2 separate regions of the Hordeum vulgare genome follow, and region 2 is linked to region 1. The links are chromatin contacts, called in public Hi-C maps. All regions are on one chromosome and are shown on one strand. The core of a region is the stretch at or near the end of the contact, and the rest is flanking DNA. Distances in the headings are between cores, read along the strand shown.

Region 1 (3,698 bases), core at 1,172-3,671:
TCACGGGAGAGGTAATCTTACTTATTCATTCTTAAGGGAGAAAGTTCTAAACTCTCTTGGAGACATATCTATCATCAAATCAGAATTCTCATATGTCTTCAATATCTTGGTACCTTTGAAGCTCTTTGCATCCTTACAATAGAGTACTCTTGTGTTGTCTAACATTTGTTTTCCCAGTTGTAGTCCTACTGCTAAGACTCTCAAGAACCTCAAGGTAAGTATATGCATCATATCCTTGTTCACGATGATCTCTTGTCTCTTGCACATATTGTTTGCAAGAGTGAGTCTTGAACATGGAAGTTCTTCACTCACATATCTTTGATGCATATAGCCAAGATTTACATGGCATGTCTTGTCCTTCTATCATGTGTGTGCCCATGCAGTCAAAAGCAACTATCCTTTAAAAGGGATTGCACACATTTAGGGGGAGCTTGCACTGGTCATGTATCTTTCAAAGCGGACATATTCTAATGCTTATCTTCATTTGAAGCTTTGTTTGTGTGTTGTGATTCAGTAACCAACTTTCTGTACCACCAACTTTCACATCGGTGCCATCGAGATTCAGTGACCAACTTTTTGTTGAGAAGATTCCAAGAATCGCAATTTCCGATTTTGAAATCGGTCTCACCGAGATTTGGAAACTAGTCTAGGTCATCGAATCGATACCACCGAGATTCATATATCGGCCTCATCGAGAATTCAAAAGTTGACACATTTAGTGCAACTCGGTACCACCGAGATTCGGTGTCACCGAGTTGGGCAATAATGTTGTAACAGTTGGATTTTGGGGATGCCTATATATACCCCTCCACCCACCTCTCATTTATAGAGGAAGCACTTAAAACACACTTATACTTGCGAGATCCATTCTTGTGAGAGAGAGCCACCTACTCACGTGTTGAGATGAAGAGATTCCATTCCAACCATTTGAACCTTGATTCATAGCCTCCCCAAGTTGCTTTCCACAAGATCAATCTCTTCTACCCCTGCCAAATGTGTGTGAGAGAGTGATTGAGTGTTGAGGAGACTATCTTTAGAAGCACAAGAGCAAGTAGTTCATCGTTCTACAACATCTATTACCTTTGGGAGGGTGGTGCCTCCTAGATTGGTTAGGCGTCGCTTTGGAGCCTCTCACTTCGTGCTGTGGAGTTGAACCAAGATGTTTGTAAGGGCAAGGAGATCGCCTACTTCGTGAAGATCTACCATGAGTGAGGCTAGTCTTGTATGGGCGAAAGCCATGGTGGAATAGGCAAGGCCGCTTCTTCATGGACCCCTTGCCGGTGGAGCCCTCTGTGGACTCTCGCAGCCGTTATCCTTCGTGGGTTGAAGTCTCCACTAACATGGACGTATGATAGCGCCACCTATCGAAACCATGCCAAAAATCACTGTGTCAACCTTTGCGATCTTCCTAAACTCTACTTCTTATTACGTATGCGGAGTCTTTACTTTTCGCTGCCATATTTGTTGACTAGCATGTGTAGGATGCACTAGACTTGTTAGAAATGCTAAAATCTGTCAAGCACTAAAATTGAAAAAAGACTAGGATTTTAATTTATGCAAGTAGTCTATTCACCCCTGTAGACACCTCTTCTATCGACCCACACAAGACCAGTATGGCTCATATCAACAAGGTGATAGAAAAGCAAAATGAGAAACTACCTACCGATGCAAGATTGAGCCTTAAGACTACCATCGATGCCATGAGGTTAGCATTTTTTTACATCAACTAAGATTTGGCATGAATTAATGTTTTGATATCCAACATCTAGTCGCTACCTCATTTTCAGCTAGATGTGTGCACCAAAACCTTGTTCGACATGATTATTTTGTCTTATGATATTTTGTATCTACCTTGTTCGACATGATTATTTTGTACTAGATTTATTTTTCTTTTACTTGCCTTGGCTTCCGTCACTGCGGTGAACTGCCGACTGTCCGGCAGCCGGCCAACCGAGACTTGCCGCAGCCGTACTCCCCGCATGGCACTGCACTGCAACACGTCGGCACCACAGGAAATCGCCACCGCTCCAAGTCAAAACAGCGGCCCACCCGCAGCGACCGCGCCAGGCAGGTCAGAGAGCGTGAGCCAGCCGCACCGAGCAACGCAGGCCGAGCCGAACTGTCAGAAATGCCCCTGCTGCCCCCGTCTCCTCCCACTCCCCACAGCAGCACGACCCGCACCCCAACCCCAATCCCCCCCCCCCCCCCATCTCTCTCCTCGACCTCGCGCGCCGTCTCTGCCGCGATCCCTCCCTCCCCACTCCCCCCAAATCGCCGTTTTTTTCTCGCCCCCTCCCACCCCCCCCCCCCACCCCGCCTCGGATCGCGCCCGAACCCCTCGCCCGCCCCGCCCCGCCCCGCCGACCCCACCCCAAACCCCCAATTCTCGCGCCGGCCCTGCGCGCAATCGGCCCCGATTCCGGCCCGAATTCGACCGCGCCGAGGCCTGCCGTCTCCGGCGGGCGTCCCGCCTCCGCAGGAGCGGGTTCGATGCGGGGTCGCGCGGCCCGGACGGAGCCCCCGCGGATCTAGGGTTTCGGTGCTAGGGTTTACCGCAGGCGGTGGCGATCGATCCGGTGATGGTGCGGCGCGGCGCCGGCAGCCGCCGAGGAGGGGTCGATGCGGGGCCATGCGCGGCGGTGAGCGGCCTCTCGTTCGGCACATGTGGCCGGCAACTCGCGTAGAGGCAGAAGCAGCAGCTCCAGCTTCGGCACGCGGACCTCCTCCTCCCGCCCCTTCCGGTTCGTGTGCCCCCCTTACACCGCTGACAACATCCCACCCTCCGGTGCCGACGACTCCCCCAGCCACGCCGCGAAAGCAGCAGCAGCAGGTCGTCCGTTCTCCGCCTCCGGTGTCACCTGACGACTTCTTCGTAAAGGTGCCTCATCTGATGGGAATACCCTTTGGAATTTGCCAGTATCGTAATTGCTCTTATGCTTCTGCTTGAAATTTTTCATCTATATTATGTACTGTAACTAGACTAGATTTCTTTCTGCTCTTGGGAGAATAGAGAGAGATGGACATGTAAGGAAATTATGTGTTTATAAACTTGAGTTTTTATCTGTTGAATTGGATGCACCGAAAGGTCCACCCAAAAGCCCAAGGGGAAAGTCGATCAATATATTTCAACACAACCTCTCAGTTTTAGGATCTTTCAAACCTCACATGGGCATTGTCGGCCATAACTATTTTATCCATAGCGCGTTCACGAGTCTTGAACACGAGGCTTCCTTTATCGGATGCCTTAGTGGGAAAGGTTGTCAATATACTTCAGCAATATCATAATTGTTGTTCTGCATCTGCTTGAAAATTATCATCTGTATACTGTACCTAGACTGCTGCCTCTTGAACCTAGGAAATTAGAGATGGTGGTCTCCAACACGTAAGAAAATCATGTGCTCTCTAAACTTGAGTTGCATTATTCGAATGGCATGCACTGACCATTTTGCCCAAAAGCTTGAGCTGAGGGGGAAAGGTGGTGAATATATTTGAACACCCCCATCAGGTCTAGGCTCTTTTATACCTTATAATTAACTTGGGACCGATGTAGCCTGTGGGTCTTGACCTTGAGACCTTTTGTCTCTGATGCTGTATTGAATTGCATGCACTAGCCAGTTCACCCAATAGCTCAAGCTGATTGGAAAGGTGGTTATTTGAACAGCGTGCTAGCATGAGGTGCTAACATGCTAAGAGCTGGG
Region 2 (3,994 bases), core at 1,332-3,831, 420 kb before region 1:
CCAATAACAGTAGCAGCTCCAGCTAAAGGACCTTTTGTCCCTCCTGAGAATCTACTACGAGTGAAGCCTGAGGCTGGGTGGAAAGGCTCAGCAGCTACAAGTGCATTTCGTCCTGCAGAACCACGAAAGGTTGTGGGGGCATCTCTGACTGCACCTGATATTGCAGGATCTGATAGTGCCGGGAAGCGGTCTCGCCCCGCGTTTGACATTGATCTGAATGTAGCAGATGAAGAGATTCTTGAGGAAGATTTCTCACAGAGTTCTGCTCAGACAGTTGGATCTGAATCTGGAAACACTAGAAGTCGTGATGGTCCTGTGCGAAGCGCCGGCATTGAACTTGACTTGAATAGGTCTGATGAAGTTGCCGAGAATAACCAGTTTATCTCAAACTCTTCCAACAGAGTTGAAGTCACATTGTTGCCAGCAAGATCCTTGCCAGGAGGTTTACCGAGTACCAGTATGAATAGCTCAAAGAACTTCTTTGATCTCAATAATGGACCAAGCCTTGATGAAGCTAGTACAGAACCTGCACAAAGGAGTCTATCATCTAAAGGTGCTAGCAGCATACCTTTCCTGCCTCAAGTTGCTGGTCTTAGAGTGAACGGCACTGAAATCAATAACATGTCACCATGGTTTGCTTCTGCCAACCCATATGCTCCTGTAGCTATGCAATCGTTTTTGCCTGCTAGAGGAGAACATCCTTACCCAATTGAAACAGCATCTGGAACCCAGAGGATGATTGTGTCTGCTGCAGACAGCAGCCAATTCGGAAGTGATTCAGGCAGGGCTCCAGTTATTTCCACACCACCAACCATGGTGTTTCACCCTCCTCCTGCATATCAATATGCAGGATTTCCTTTCACTCCCAGTGTTCACCTTCAGACAACAGGTTTTCCAATTGGATCGACGTCATATGCCACCAATTCTGCACCTGCAGGAGTTCCATTCTTTCCAACCATTGCCCCGGCACTTGTTGGGTCAACGGGTGCATTACCTCCCCAACATGTGAGGCAATATGCAATAAACCGTCCTGAAGGTAGCAGCAGTGATGGACTCGACAGTAACTGGAAATGGAAAAGACCAGGAGGAGGGTTTGATCTTAATTCTGGTCCTGGGAGTATAGATTTAGAAGGGAAGGACGAACGGATACTTTCATCGGTTAGACAAACTTTGATGACGCCGCCGCAGGCCTTTGTGGAGGAGCAAACGAGAATGTACCAATTGCCTGGTGTAGGAATAAAGAGGAAGGAACCCGAGGGCAGTTGGGATCCTGAAAGATCATCATACAAGCAATTGTCATGGCAGTAGGAACTTTGGCGAGACCTCGCATCGACTTCTTTTGTCTGGTGAGCTTGTTTGTACCTAGAAATCCAACTTTAAAGACCAGACCCTGTTTTCTTGTTGGGTTAAAATTAACCAGTGGCGGGTGGGTGCTTTATATTTGCAGAGGCAACTGCATGTGGAAGTGAGGCGTTGTATTGCACCTGGGTGACCCTGGTGGGCTGGGATATACAACTCACACATGGATTCATGTCTGTGACGACATGGGATTGTGGGAGGAATGAAACATGGCTGTAATTGCTGTAAATGTTAACCATATTCATACTTTCCTGGAACCAGTTTTCCTCAGCTTGAGCAGTTGCTTTGCTAGAGTTTTGTACCTGCCAGGCTTGCTTCTTCTGTTTTTGCCAGGAGCGTATGGGTTTGGAGATGGAACGGTAATGCTCCTTGGCATCTTCAAACACCTCAAGCCGCTGTAATTAGTCCCGGTGGTCCTTTTTTCTTTTCATTTTCTAAGTTTCTTATGATAAACCGTCTCTTTGACATTGCTGGGCACATCTGCAGCTTTAACATACTATGATTTAGCCGTGACATGTATCCTGCCCTGCGGGCAAGTGTTGCATCAGTAGATCAGGAAGTCATAATAATTTGCCGTGGCTGACCCTGTTATCTCTATGTTGGTTCCTATGTTTCCTGCAACTTGTTGCTCCATTGCTGGGCACGTCTGCAGCTGCATCTTGTTGCTCACGAACGCGCGTCTGTTGTAAATTTGGATCATCTACTTGGTGTCATCTGTTGCACAAGTAAATGTAACGCTGATCATTGCATCTGCGGTCTCCGTTGGTCGTGTTGCTGATGGACGATGGCGACCGTGTTGCTGATCTCCATGAGTAAACCATTTGTATTCTGCTACTTGTCATATTTCGACATCTCTACGGTCTGACATGACCACCCCAGCAGGAGACCCGGCGACGAAAGCAAGCGAGGACGAAGCGGAACAGGAGGGGGGCATACATACATGTCGCTCGACGCGTGTGCGTGGTGGTTCACGGGCCGACACCAAGACGCAAGAGAAGCCTCCCCCACGGGCAGGCAGGACAGGATGCCCCTTTAACCACGGAAACCACTGCCACCACGGCGATGTGGGGGGGAGGTGCAAAAGCAAGCAGCAGCGAAGGGAAAAAAAAGGAGGGACGGCGACAGGCACGGGGAGGGAGGAAGAGACGGTCGCGATCAGTGGGGTGGCCCGTGACGCGACTGCTGCCCCGTCCCTGTCCGCTGCCTCCCTTTCCCTTCCGTCCTTCCTTTCTTTCCCCCCTCTCTTTCCGCGTCCGGGCATTTCCCGTCCCCGTCGCACCACGTAGGTATGGTGTGTCCAGTCCAGTCTCCCGTCGCTTTCCTCAGCTGCCCGTCTTGTTAGACTTGGGCTCCATCCATCCATCACCCTTCACCCCCTCTCCTCGGTCATTTCCCCATCATTAATACGCGTCCCTCTCGACAGCTCCCCGGTGAAAGCTACCCCCTGTTACAAACAGTACTACGTCGACCCAGTTCCCGTCAACATCGTCCGTCATCTCTATTTTCCGCGTGGGAGCCAACGTTTTTCGGTTTTTTCCCACTTCATGTTTTCTTTGCATTTCGACATTCTTTATATTTTTCGCCGGAATTCGGTGTTCCTTGATTTTACTACTACCACCGTGACAGTTTAGAAGGCACGTACTTGTACCTAGATTGCTAATTTTACTTATACTAGCAAAAAAGCCCGTGCGTTGCAATGGAAAAAAAAAATAACGCACGCTTTTAACCCAATAACCACGACTCAAGACCTCAATAGGCCCACGTCTTTTAGTTTCACATGGAATCATATTTGTGTTGCCGACAGTGGCCTCAGTACTAACACAACGATGATGTGTTTAAATGTGTTTAGTCCTAAGGTCTTTCTTTCTCTCTTTAAGCAAAACATTCAATATGTTCTGTATGTTTAGTTACAAAGGGAGTATACACTAACTCGATGTATATTTCATGAACAAATTAAAAAATAAAAGCATGAAAGAATATTGAGTACATGTATTTCAAACAATTCAAATTATGTCTTGTGAACTTATATTATTAATGAACTAAGAATTACAAATTAATGCAAACACACTTAAGTAGCCAAAGATGATTATTTAGGCTACACATCCAGATACACAGTATCGTACGTCAGTGGAAGAAATCAAGATGAACTAATCTAGAGGCCATCGGAGCAATCTTTTTTGGTAAACAAAAAAAGCAAAAAAAATAAACAGAAGTTCCTGTCTCTTGATGTGAACCAGCCTAATAGAAGAGAAAAGGTAAGCAAAAAAAAAATGTTGAAGAAAGGATTTGAACCCGGGTGTCCCGAGTAAGAGGGGCATGCTCTAGCCAGCAGGCTATCACAGCGTATGAGTTTATTTCCAGTTCACCCTCCTATAAATCAAAATCTTACGGAGTGACTTGTGATAAAAAATGATTCGTTGTGTCTAAAGTCTGGACTGCGGGTTATTTAGCGTAAATGTCGGGGTTTTTGCGTAAAATGCAAAAAAGGTCCAGAGTCACTTAAAGACAGACTGCGGGTTGATTTTGGGAAACTACAGAGTGTTTTTTGCAAAATGATCATGATGGACGACAGAAACCGTCGGTGTTTTATTATTAGGAAGAGATAAAATTTATTGTTTAATATAAAAACTATATT

What was found. Hi-C and Micro-C count contacts between places; a contact is called where the count stands out from the background.
Region 2: a contact with region 1 is called in a Hi-C map of seedling, with 2.6 times the contacts expected there. The contact joins the enhancer-like site here to the promoter of LOC123402758 in region 1. A contact is called at or near these places in 3 of 6 Hi-C or Micro-C datasets (leaf and seedling) and 1 of 1 datasets of contacts at active chromatin or transcription factors (embryo).

Annotation. Positions count from the first base shown.
Region 1 is chr6H:508,403,151-508,406,848 of MorexV3_pseudomolecules_assembly, reverse strand. LOC123402758 reads left to right here and starts at 2,421. Exons shown (of 4, transcript XM_045096713.1): 1 at 2,421-2,878. The coding sequence starts at 2,630.
Region 2 is chr6H:508,826,283-508,830,276 of MorexV3_pseudomolecules_assembly, reverse strand. It overlaps LOC123401861 (microtubule-associated protein futsch-like), which reads left to right. Exons shown (of 5, transcript XM_045095716.1): 4 at 1-1,346; 5 at 1,448-1,950. The coding sequence ends at 1,308. Among protein-coding and RNA genes, the nearest start is that of LOC123401861, 7.3 kb to the left of the region's middle. Within about 2 kb of position 2,581, at least 3 of the 3 cell types and tissues checked have open chromatin away from gene starts, as enhancers often do. A contact at or near this core is called in leaf and seedling, where this site is marked.